Regions from separate parts of the Hordeum vulgare genome. Here region 1 is linked to region 2. The links are chromatin contacts, called in public Hi-C maps. All regions are on one chromosome and are shown on one strand. Each heading gives the region's core, a stretch centred on a gene start, on an enhancer-like site or on the middle of the called end of the contact. The rest is flanking DNA. Distances are from core to core; before and after follow the strand shown. Region 1 has its middle 140 kb from the start of LOC123395592. Region 2 has its middle 72 kb from the start of LOC123397892.

Region 1 (6,438 bases), core at 3,703-6,202, 82 kb after region 2:
ATGGGCACAGCGAGATCTCCGGATATACAATTTGATTTAATGCAGCTCAGGCGACAAGGTGTAGACTTTGAATCTCTCACGGTCCCCTTTGCAAAAGAAGAAATAGACGCTGTAGTTAAAGAGATGCCAGCTGGCAAATCTCCAGGGCCAGACGGTTTTAACGGCGCCTTCCTTAAAACCTGCTGGCACATCATCAAGAAAGACTTCTATGATCTCTGTGATGAATTCCACCAAGGTAATCTCAACCTAGAATCTCTCAACTATGGACACATCATGCTCGTCCCGAAAACGGCTTCCCCTGAGACAGTAAACGACTATCGTCCCATTACCCTTCTTAACTGCTGCCTCAAGATGATCACCAAGATACTGACAAAGTGACTCCAGAAAATTATTCTATAGATTGTGCATCGAAACCAATACGGGTTCCTCCGTGGTAGATCTATTCATGACTGCTTGGCGTGGGCTTTCGAGTATATTCACCAATGTCAAAGCTCTCGAAAGGAGGTGGTCCTTCTTAAGTTCGATTTCACTAAAGCGTTTGATACAGTTGAACACTCGGCCATGATCACCATCATGCAACATATGGGGTTTAATTCGAAGTGGATCCAATGGATCCAATGCATCTTCTCGTCAGGGAAATCATCGGTATTACTGAATGGCGTCCCTGGTAAACAGTTCCCCGCAGATGTGGAGTAAGACAGGGAGACCCCCTCTCACCATTGCTATTTGTGCTGGCGGCTGATCTCCTCCAAACGGAGATTAACAAACAATTGAATCTTGGCTTATTATCTCACCCTATTGATCCAAGAGGTGATGCTACATTTCCAATGATTCAATACGCCGATGACACCATCATCATCATGCAGGCGTGTACTGTCCAAGCTGCGCGAATGAAACGAATACTGGACGATTTCGCCACGACGATAGAGCTCAGGATTAACTATCAGAAATCAACCCTAGTTCCTATCAATGTGACGCAAGACGGCTACGACAACATCATCTCGATCTTTCGATGTGCACAAGCAACAATGCCATTCACATACCTAGGGCTCCCGCTGTGTACATCTAAACCTACTGTCCTGGACATGACGCCGCTTGTCTGTAAAGCGGAGAGGAAAATCACAGCTGCCATGTCGCTGATGTCGCATGTGGGAAGATTGGCTTTGATGAACTCACTCATCACGTCACTGCTTGTGTACTCAATGGGGACCCTTAGAATTCCCCCAACGACCGTGGAACAATTCGATAAAATCCGAAGGAGGTGTCTATGGAGGAAGAAGACTGAGGATAGGTTTAAAAGTAATGCCCTAGTAGCGTGGGACGCAGTTTGCCGCCCCAAAGAAAATGGCGGCCTAGGGGTCCTGAATCTCAAGTTACAAAATGATGCCATGCTCCTGAAGATGCTTCACAAGTTCTATAACCGAAAAGAGATCCCATGGGTAGCATTGATCTTGAACACGCACTACAGTGACGCAATACCCCATGCGCGAGATCGATGTGGCTCCTTTTGGTGGCGAGAACTAACTAAACTTATGCTGGTGTTCCGAGGGATAACGCGAGTCAGGGCTAACGATGGCCTCTCGACGCTCTTTTGGAAAGATGACTGGAACAATGCTGTATATGCAAAAAAGTTTCCCCGGGCCTTCTCCTTCGCTAGAACTGAAGATGTTTCGGTTCAGACCTTCTTGGGGACAAGCTCACTACAGGAAGCCTTCTTATTGCCGCTGTCGGAACAAGCGCATGAAGAACTCAAGGTGATGCAACATGAAATCAGAGATGTGCGGCTAAACCCTAGAGGAGATGACTGGGTATGTTCCTGGGGAGCTGACACCTTTGCAATTGCGGCATATCAACGGTTCTATTTCAGAGGAGCTACGATGCATGCAGCGTTTAGCCGGCTATGGAAAACAAAATGTGTCCCAAAGATCAAGGTGTTCGGATGGTTCTGGCTGATGGACAGGCTCAACACGAGGAATATGCTCAAACGAAGACATTACAACATCGGGTCTACTCTTAACTGCATGCTATGTGATCGACATGTGGAGGAAACCCTTGAACATCTCCTTTGGAGTGCAGCTTTAGCCAACGTTGTTGGGATATGCTAAACATCAAATGGTCAGATGGACGACATAGACTGGAGATACTGCAACATCAGAGGACAGAACACCCCAGGAACATGTTCATGGAGATTTTCCTAGTGGCGGCCTGGAGTCTATGGAAGGAAAAAAATAACAAGTGCTTTGAGCAAATAACTCCCTCTCTGGGGGCCTGGCAACGTAGATTTGTATTAGACTTCTCCAATCTTAGACACCGTGTGCCTGCTAGCAAGGTGCAAACCATAGATAACATCGTTGCAACCCTAGCTGACACCCCATAATATGTAACTCCTCCCCTGCCCACCTCACCCCCCTCACCCACTCCACCCCCCTCCAATCATGTACATGTGTAACTATTGGCAATATATAGACATGCAGTAGGATTTTATCCTACTGTCTTACACTCAAAAAAAATATTTTGCACCTTTAAAACTTGGATCAAAATAGCAACTTCACTTGCTCACAAATACCACAAAATATATTAAATCAAGGACATTTTTAAAACAGGAAAGGATCAAGTGAAACTTGACATTGCGACGAAATAGAGAGGGGGGAGTTTTCTAAAACCCTAGTGCAAACCAACATGGTTTCCTACTAGCAATTGCACCACTCAAGTCCAATTACACACACACCATCATCACATCACAACTCATGGAACACAAGAACAACAATACAAAGGCAAGGATGAATGTGATGGCATGGATGCATGCACGCAAAAGAGAATAAAACAAGGGAAGCATCACATGAAATATCACATGCATATAACCTCATGTCAATGACAAGTTGGACCCACATAAAGAAGGTTCCAAAAAGGGAAAGATACACTCTTGGGGCATTACAGAGAATCACGACCGGTCAACTACACTATAGAGCTAACATCAGGAGTACGTATGGAGGTGTCACCCTCCGTACTCGATAGTAGCCTTGCATCGTCGTACAACTAAGGGGGTGTGAGTGATGTGACGGGTCTTGGCTCATCAATCAGATGATTGAGACTTGATGAAAAAGGCAGGGGCAACTGGACTAGGGGGGGTAAATGGGAATCACTTCTCCACCTATACTAAGTAGTTTAAAGTGCGGTAGAATAAAGTAGCAGTTCATCAGGAACGGGCTATGCATCAGAATAGGAGCTATCTACAACAGTAGAAAAATCTAATGCAAGCATGAGGAAGAAAGAATAGGCAGCATAGGAATGATCAAGGGGGGTTTGCTTGCCTTGTTGCTCTGCGGCAAAGGGCTGGTCGTCACGAGGATAGTCGTACCTGGCAGCAGCGTCAGTCTCGGGGTCTGTCGGTAAGAAGAGGGGGATAAACAATAAATATAAAGTAGACAAATGCATCACGATGCATGACATGGCAATATGCAGTGCTAGGCATGAGCTAACGTAGTATTACCCATCATAGACGGATTGGGAAAATATCTGAGATATTTCCCGGGTCTCTGGCTACTACCAGACAAGCGAAACGGATGGAAAAGTTCCATATTCGCTATGATAGGGACGCGTGACAAACGAACGGCGTATCCGGATTCGTCTCGTTTTTCTGATCAACTTTCATTTATAAATTATTTTCATCTCACTTACGGATTATTTTATATTAAATTATCAAGGTTTTATTAATATTTTAGAATTAATAGATTTAATTTAATTATAAAAATGATATTATCACATTAGCATGATGTCAGTCAACAGCTCAGTTGACTCGTCAATTTGACCAGTGAGCCCCATTGTCATACAGACTCGCCTAACGAGGGTATATTAAACCCAACTATTGATTTATTAGTAAGGGAACACACATGTCATACACTCACATTCAGTTAATAGAATTAATTAATTAGATTAGGTATAACTAACTTAACTAATTACTTTCATTAATTAGACAAATCAATCAAGGGTTAATTAAGCCAACTAATTAAACACAATTATATAATTAACTCGTTTAATATTATTTACTTATTGTTTCATTTTCATTTTTATATTCATTTTATAGTAATTTATTAATTAAGGCGTTTTACTGGGGGTGACCCCATGGTGGACAGGGAGAGGCCCGGGGCCGAAAGGGGCAGCCGAAAAAGGCAACGACACCGTGGCCGGAAAGGCGACGGCGGTGGTGGTGCCGACGGCCGTGGGACGAGTGGCTGCGGTTTCCGGCAGGGCCAACGGGGCCAACATCGGGGAGCACACGAAGGCGGCTGGCGATGTGCGTGTGGTGGTCGGAGGGCTGCCAGCGGCAGCAGCGATGAGCGGGGCCGGTCGAGCACCACGTGTGTGCGAGCGGCACGAGGGGAACGCGGTCAAGGTGAGCGCGCGGTGCAGCGGGGCCGTAGTGCGGGCGCGGGACAAGGGGGCGAGCAAGGCGGGGGCGCATGGGCGTGGTCTAGTGAGGGAGAGAGGGATGCGAGTGACAGTCGGGGTTTCTCGTCGGTGGGGGCTCGCCGGAGCGAGGGGTTGCACGTTGAGGGGAGGGGGCCATCGGAGGGAAAGAAGAGGAGAGGAGGGGGCGGGTCTCACTGCCGTTGTAGGGGAGTGGCAAACTGCTCCGGGGCGAGGCGGGGGAAACCATTGGTGGGGAAGAGTCGGGGAGGTGGTGCGATGGTGGTCGGTGTCGGCAGTGGTGGCAGTAGAGGACCGCTGAGGTGGGGCAAGGTGGGGCCGACGGCTAGCGCCGGCAAGGGCGGCTCGGGGCGGCCACTAGTCGAAGCGGCGTCGAGGCGGCGCCATGGCCGACATGGCCGGCAGGCACTGGAGCGCTCGGGCGCACAGGAGGGAGAGGGCGTCGCTTGGGTGAGGACGGTGAGGGGAGGGAGTGGGAAAAAGTTAGGGTTGAGGGGTGAGGCCCCTTTATATAGGCTGGGGGTGAGGGGTTGGTGTGGGCCGGTGTGGTGGGGCTGGATGGGCCGGCCGGGGGAAAGGGTGGATAGGCTGGCCTGGCCAGCTGGGCCGAGGCCCCGGGGGAGGTTTATTTTTCTTTTATTCTTCTTATTATCTAAATTTTATTTTATTTGTTTATGTTTGTTTATATTTTAGCTACAAAACACTTTTATAAAATTATGGCATTGGGTCCATAATTTATATTACATTTTTTGACACTGTCACAAAAGTTTGACATTTATTTAAAGGGGTTTGGAGATCTATATGATTTAAAAAGGGCATTAGAATTATTGTTTGGCCTCAGTTTTAATTGTTTTAAGGCCTTTAATTAATCACAAAAATATTGGTTAAAATTTATAATTACGAGTTGATTATTAGCAACCCATCCATGATTTTTAATTTGATGTTTGCAACACTTTTAAATCCACCTTTGAAATGAATTTAAATTGAAAAGTAATTTGAATGCGGGTTTGATTCCAAAAGTGATCATTCTTGGATTACCAAAAATTATTAGCTTAATCACCATGTTACTGTAGCATAATTCGGGGATGTCACAACTCTCCACCACTAAAAAAAATTCTCGTCCCGAGAATTAAGAAGTAGGTGTAAGGGGGAAACGTTTGATTACAAAATTCTAATGAGTCTTCTTATCTTGGTCCCTCTTCTCGAAGAAATTTATCCTTTTTGTTGAATTCTTCAAAAAAACATGTCATCCTAATGAAGTCGCCGTCCTCCCTTCAGGATCTTCACCGTCCTACGAATGGGATAATAGGGGAAAATGTTGGAAGAACATACCTACACAAGTTAGGCATCTGACGGCGAGCTCATGGAAGAAGACATGAATTATTCCTCAAGTTGAAACTCACAGAATTCATTGGGAATAATATGTGATGGTACAAAAGTTTAGAACGATTAGGCAATCGTTTGATGCCTAAACAAATATGAAAGGGGATTTAGAGCAACGGAAATAAGTATTGTGTCTGATACAAGAATACATCGTCCCATTGGACGGTGGCTCTGGATTTCACAAGAAGCAAGGTGCAAAGGATACTTTGGAGTCAAAGATGTACAGGAGAGTCCGGTTTCGATTGTGTGGAGCTTTGGGTTTTCGGCCCATCATGCGGGCCAAGAGTAGGTAGAGAGGTGACATCTTGTACGGTCTTGGTAGCAAGACATGTTAGGGGATAGCCTGTCAGATATGTTTGCAACAACGTCGGTACCAAGGGCGGGGGGACGAATAGAACCATTTTCCTGCTCGTTGAAACGAGGCGGACTAATAGGCAAAGTTCTCGTCCACCGGTGGCTACTGGAATGTTTTCCACAATAGAAAAGGGTCTTACTGATAGAGTTGTATATTGAGGTTTTTTACCTAAGAAAGGAATTATCAATGCTCGGATAAATTAGATTATAAGAAGGTTTAAACAAACCAATAGAAAGGAAAATGTGTTCACACGCAAGTATTTAGAGTATACC
Region 2 (6,156 bases), core at 2,389-4,888:
TTGAATCGACGAATTTCATCTAGAAAACAGAGCATAATGAAGACTTGTCATACCTCGTTGGGAGGTAGGCATGTCCACGACATCCAAGTCCATGGGATCTTCTTCATCTCCAGCAGGCAACGTCACCGAGGTAGCAGCTCTGGCAAGTAAATTCCACTCGGTCGTCAAAGGCATGAAAATTCACAATGACAAAAGAAAGAAAGAGATAGACACTCACGTTGAAGTGACTGGCACGACAATCCTCATTCACGGTAGAGCCTTTTGAGGCTTAGGAGCGTCACGCTTGGGTTGTTTGGCGGCTTTTTCTGCAGATTCAGTTGCGGCAGCTCTGTCATGCTTCACGTTCCTAGTGGAGGACACTAAGGTCTTGCTTGGGGTAGCCACTAGATCATGGCGATGCTTGAATCGAGACTCGGGATGCGGAGGAGACTGGTTTTCTTCCTCACTCTCACCGAGTCGTCTTCACTCCCCTCGTTGTCTTCAACATAGTCGCTGTCAATGCTGCTACCTTCACTTTCCCCACCGACGTCAAGCTGAGCCCCGTTGGGCACGGGTGAATGCATGTTTGTACACTCCTACAAGATGTGAAAGCAGCAAATTCAGTCGGCCGAAGATTCAGTCACTCGACAACCATATGAAAGTAATCAACAAAGAAATAACGCACCAAGTTCCGTGGCTTGTTTAAGCAGAATAAGGAAAGACCTGCTTGGCTCCTAATGGATTGTCGCACGCTCCGGTGGTGCTTTTAACCCACTGAGCCACGGTTTCTTCAGAAACCTCCTCCGGATGCGACCGAGTGGAATCTTTAGGGCCCGAGTAGTGCCACATAGCATGATCCCTCGCCTGAAGAGGCTGAATGCGCCGACCAAGGAACTTTTCAAGCAAGTCCATCCCCGTCACTCCGCCACGGATCAAGTTAACCACCTCATTTACCAACATCCCTACCCGAGTCTTCTTTCGTTCAGAAATACTTTCATAGGAATGAATGCATCTAGATGCATTTTAATTCTAGATACATGTACTTTTATTCATTTCTGCGACAAGTAATTTTGAATGGAGGAAGTAGAAAATAACGTCGCACATGCATTTAAAAGGAGATATGCCGGAATAGCTGGTCCAAGGCGTGCAAATAGTTTTGTGAAGGCTTTTTGCCCCAAACAAATTTGGTACGCTAGAGCTGAAATCCATAATATCTTGCAACTGAAATTCATTAGCACAAATAACTGTGCTTTACAACGGGAGACATTGTTACCTTTCTAAAGTGTCAATGACTTTCTTTGGTTCCATCAATGTAGTCTTCCGTCCACGTCTGTAATTGTTCACAACTTAATTAGTGCTTATAGGGGCAGTATATTCCTTCATTCCTTTCTTTACGTCATCATTCTTATTCTCCGCTTATTGATTCACAAGCTGGTTTATGACATATATAAATTGTTGGTTTTGATTCTAAGAAGGCGAGATGGTATTATTCAGTGATAATGCAAAGAACCGACGACGGACACCTAGTCAGTTACCGCCGTTGAATGGACGTAACAAAAAACATCACGAGTCATAGCAAAAAAGACAACGGATGCAGCAAACTCTTACCGCCGTCGTCGCGAGGTTACAGCTCCGCCTGATGGATGTAATAGAAAACTTTGCCGTTAGTAGCAAAATCCAACTACAGTTGAATCTTTATTATCAACTATCAAAGCTTTTTTCGTGGTCACTTGAAGATTTCTATGATGCCGGTTGAAGCTTTTTTATGCTAGTTGAAGCTTTCTCGGACACCGGTTGAAACTTTTAGTTGTGGTAATGGCCGGTTCCAGCATATGTTGTCGTTGTTTGAAGCTCTTTTGTCGCATTGTTATAGTTTTCCGGAATGTTGGTTGCAACATCACGGGGTTGTCCCCTAGAAGCATTTTGTCATTGGTCCCCTCGGTGGAGGTCGCCTCCACGGTTGTACCTTGCCGCGTAGTTGGTGCGAGCAAAATCCAAGGCCGGTTGCAGTAGAAGATGGTGCTCTAGGGAAGTCGGGGTGCGTGATGGAGCACATGAGGTGTTGGACGACGCGTAAACTATGAGGATGGTCGGCGACGGCGAATGTGCGAAGTGGTGGAACTTTTGCAATGCGATGATGACATACAACCATGGGATAGCCTGCAACAATATGCGCGCGGTCATGGGATGACCCGCTGTAGAATATGCCACACGTGTGATTCGGTTGGATCGAGTGATTTGTGTGCGTCCGGCGAAAAGTTTGGCCGACACGACGTGTATAAAGGTTTACCTACTTTCAAACCCGATATCGACTGAATTACTCGGGACTCCACTAGCACTTTTTTATTAAGATTTTTTGTACATGCACGTTAAATCTCCCTGGATCCACCCTAGTGGTAGTGCAGATCGGCTGCCTGGCTTCTTTGACTTTCCGCCCTTGTTGGTGCACTCGAGCTGGCTCGTCTTGCCTTTCGTCATTGCAGCGGCGGCGGAGGCATGTCAAAGCAGCACCTGCGAGGCAGAGGTGGAGAGGAAGCAAGGGAGAGTCACAGAAAAGCGTCGCTCCAACCCTAACGTTGGCCAGATTTATAACCGCCCGAGTGAGTCACTGACTGGTGGACCCGCTGGATCTCTGTCTATCCCAATAACAGAGGAGGCACGATATGTGGCGATAAGGGCGATGCGATAATCGAGGCATCCATGTCCCACTTGCCTTGGTTATTGTGTGATCGTCACGCAGCGTGCGCTAACCAAAATTTCGAATTCCGTGAAATCCGGACCTGACAAAGTGACCCGTCACATCTCAAGATCTCGTTAGCCACTCGGATCAACCTCAATGCTTAAATTCACTCGGACGTGCTTCACAACAGAATCGATCAGGGTGAATGATGAAGACTTCAGTCGGCGCACAATTCTATTAAGCTCGGAAGTACGTTCAAGATCGGTATGCCTCGACAGAATCTCCATCGACCCCTTCCTTACTCAAACACCGATCCATTCGGGGGCTAATGATGGGGATATGTACCTAGGGTAGGGTCACATGCCTGACCTAGATGTCCTACCTAAGGGTACCTCATTAAAGACTTGAAGGCCACAATTAAGATTCCGACTGGATATCCATAGCGTATAAGTCACTCGGTAAGAGATCATCGGAGTATTTTTCCCTTCACTCGACAACCAACTTCCACTCGAAAGAAGCCAGTCAACACAGAAGACCAGAAGCCACTCCAGGGAGGCCAACAGGCGAGCGTTCGGCTGGTCGTCATAAATAACATTAAGTACATACGTTATGAGTAACGTACACCTTTAAACTCCATTGATCGAAACCTCAGATGCTGGGCCTTGATGAGGGGTAGCACACTCTATATAAGCCACCCCTCCCCTCTCGCACAAGGGTTCACACCCCTGTAACACGCATTTGACACTGCAAGAGCTCCCGAGCACTGAGACATAGAGTTGTTACCTCTACGAGAGGGGCCTGAACTCATACATCTTACGTACAAGCTTGTCGTAGCTAGGACTCTGCCCTCTCCTTTCGTACCTTACACCTTTACTGTTAGATTTATTCCAACGACACCCCGCACTCTTGTCCACGCCTCCATCCAGCCTTATCTAGTTATCTTTTCAGCCACCCGTCCTCATCTTCGTCTCCCCCACACCTTCTTCTTCAGATACGCAGAACTCCTAAAACAGTCCCTCGCCTTGCTCACGTGAGCCATAGTGCGGGTGGGCCGCCGCGTTGGTAAGATGGCCCTTGCCGGTGGGAGTCCCGGTGCCGCGAGGCCGCTCGACGGAACCACCGAGTGTCTCCTCCTTCATTCACGGGCTCAGCACCCGCCCACCTCACCAGAGCTTCAACGCCTCTCCTTCTCCCTCCTTTCTCCTCCTCACCTGCCTCTCAGCTTTTTCTTTTCCCTTGGTCATGCAGGGAGCACTAATGGAGCCTTGCTGCCGGCGCCCGTCCTCCCCTGCGTCTGGAGGGAGAACACACAGAGTCTCGCTGCCACTTCTGCTTTCCATTGCTCCTTGACGCAAAATCGACGACTTCCATGTGCGGGGGCAGGCGGAAACCGGCGCTGGCAAGTAGGCAGTGGAGCACGTCGACGGATCCGTGGTGGAGGTCATAGGCGTCGAGGCCGAGTAGCTCCAACCACATCGAGCCGACACAAGGAAGAGGGAAGATAACTTTGCAACAATGCCATGCCTGTGGTCCGGCTCTCCCCTCCGCCTTTGGCCGTTTCTTTGTTTTTTCGTTGCGCGGGGCTCCACCAGCCTACTGGTCGCTCCAGCGTGGCCTGACCACCAACGAATCGACCGTGAGGCTCCGAGTCCTGCATAATGCAGTTTTTTTTAACCTTTTTCGAGACCTAAATAAAAGGACCACAATTTAAACACAAAAGATAAAAATCAAGGCGTACGGGACAGACCAGCTGACGAAAAAGAATGGAGAACCAATCGCCCCTTTAATATTAGGTAAAATAAGGTCATGCAATCAATTCATAATTCGATGGCCTTGGACATGTCAGTTCTTTGGTGATATTCTAGTCCTTTAGATATCTATTTGTGGACTCCTTTCATATCAAGTTCGGTCCAACTGATCTTTCTTGCATTCTCGGCACACTTTAGCCACCCGCTAGGCACTTGAGCTTCTAGAGGCCTGCGCTAAATATGTCCTAATCATTTTAGACAATGTTGGACAAGCTTCTATTCAATTGATGAAGTAGTAACTGTATCCCGTATATCATCATTCCTGGCCCGATCCTTTTCTTGTGTGGTCACACATCCATCTCAACATGCGCATCTCCATGGCACCTAATTGTGCAACATGTCATCTTTTAGTTGGAACTTTCAACGCCATACAACATCGTGGATCCAATCGCCGTCCTATATAACCCGCTCTATAGCTTTTATGACACTTTTGTCACATACAATGTCAGAAGCTTGGATCCTCTTCATCCATCCGATTTTGATTCGATGGCTCACATCTTGATCGATATCACCATCCTTCTGCATCATTGATCCCAAATACTGAAAGATGTCTTTCTGAGGTATCACCTGCCCATTGATACGTCTCTGACGTATCTGTAATTTTTGATTTTTTTATGTCATCATCGTACCAAATTTGCACACCGTTGGCAACAATTTTTTTTTAGACTAACCTATTAATTCAGTGTCGAGTGCCAGTTTCTATTTTTTACATGTTTTTGGTTTAGCATAAAATCCATATCTACGAAGGTCTAAACACGATAACAATTTATGATAAACTTTTGTGGAATATATGTGATTTTTGTGCAAGAATCAATGCAAGACGAGGCCCTTGGGCTACACAAGTGCAACCCCCAGGGCATGGGCCCCAGGATTGTCGCCAAACCGTAGGTCGGTTTGACCTCTCCTTTGGGCGTAAGGAAGCCTATTATGAGGGAAAGATTGTGTTAATATTTTAGTCCGATCGGAGTTATGAATCTCTGTCTATTTAAGAAATGGTGTTCCACCCTAAAATAAAACCGAAACAGAGAAGAAACTCAACAGAAAAAGAGGAGAGATCCAATCTCGAAGGGGATCCCTCCTAAAAGAGCATATTTCTCTCTCGAGCTCATGGTTTTGGTGATTGATGAGCATTTCATATATTCTTATTTATATGACACAAGACGGTTTATTCCCCTTGGTGCTAAAAAGAGCGAAGACGGATTTTCGATGTTTATTTTCGGTTGCTTTGAGTCATACGAAATTTGTACTATAAAGATGTGATCCCTTTGGAAAGGTATGGTGGATTCAACACATACATAACCACATATGCACCCACATACCCTTCCCACTTCGTGGAGTATTCAACCATTGTTGCTTCGGAATTTTGGGAGCATCCAAGCGGTAGTACTACACTAGTCCACGATAGTACCGCTTAGTACTTCTGTAATCGACTATCGCTGGTGGTACTGCTTTGGAAATGCCCCTCGATGCAACTCTTTATTGCCCATTCTTAATTAATGGTAGTCGAGCGGTAGTACCGCTTTTTCTGGTACTTCCGCTCGCTACTATCGGCTCTAGTACCACTTCTGAACGAGGTTTTTGTTGCGGTACTTCCACTCGCTAGTATTTCCGGTAGTACCACATGCATGTTTTTTTTTGCCCTTTGCAGCACTTACGATACTACGACGGTAGTTCATGCCGCTCCGGGGA

The links. Hi-C and Micro-C count contacts between places; a contact is called where the count stands out from the background.
Region 1: a Hi-C map of seedling shows a contact between it and region 2, with 1.6 times the contacts expected there. The contact joins two enhancer-like sites. A contact is called at or near these places in 3 of 6 Hi-C or Micro-C datasets (leaf and seedling).

What each region holds. Positions count from the first base shown.
Region 1 is chr5H:54,229,244-54,235,681 of MorexV3_pseudomolecules_assembly, forward strand. No RefSeq gene overlaps it. Among protein-coding and RNA genes, the nearest start is that of LOC123395592, 140 kb to the right of the region's middle. Within about 2 kb of position 4,953, at least 3 of the 3 cell types and tissues checked have open chromatin away from gene starts, as enhancers often do. A contact at or near this core is called in leaf and seedling, where this site is marked.
Region 2 is chr5H:54,148,278-54,154,433 of MorexV3_pseudomolecules_assembly, forward strand. No RefSeq gene overlaps it. Among protein-coding and RNA genes, the nearest start is that of LOC123397892, 72 kb to the left of the region's middle. Within about 2 kb of position 3,639, at least 3 of the 3 cell types and tissues checked have open chromatin away from gene starts, as enhancers often do. A contact at or near this core is called in leaf and seedling, where this site is marked.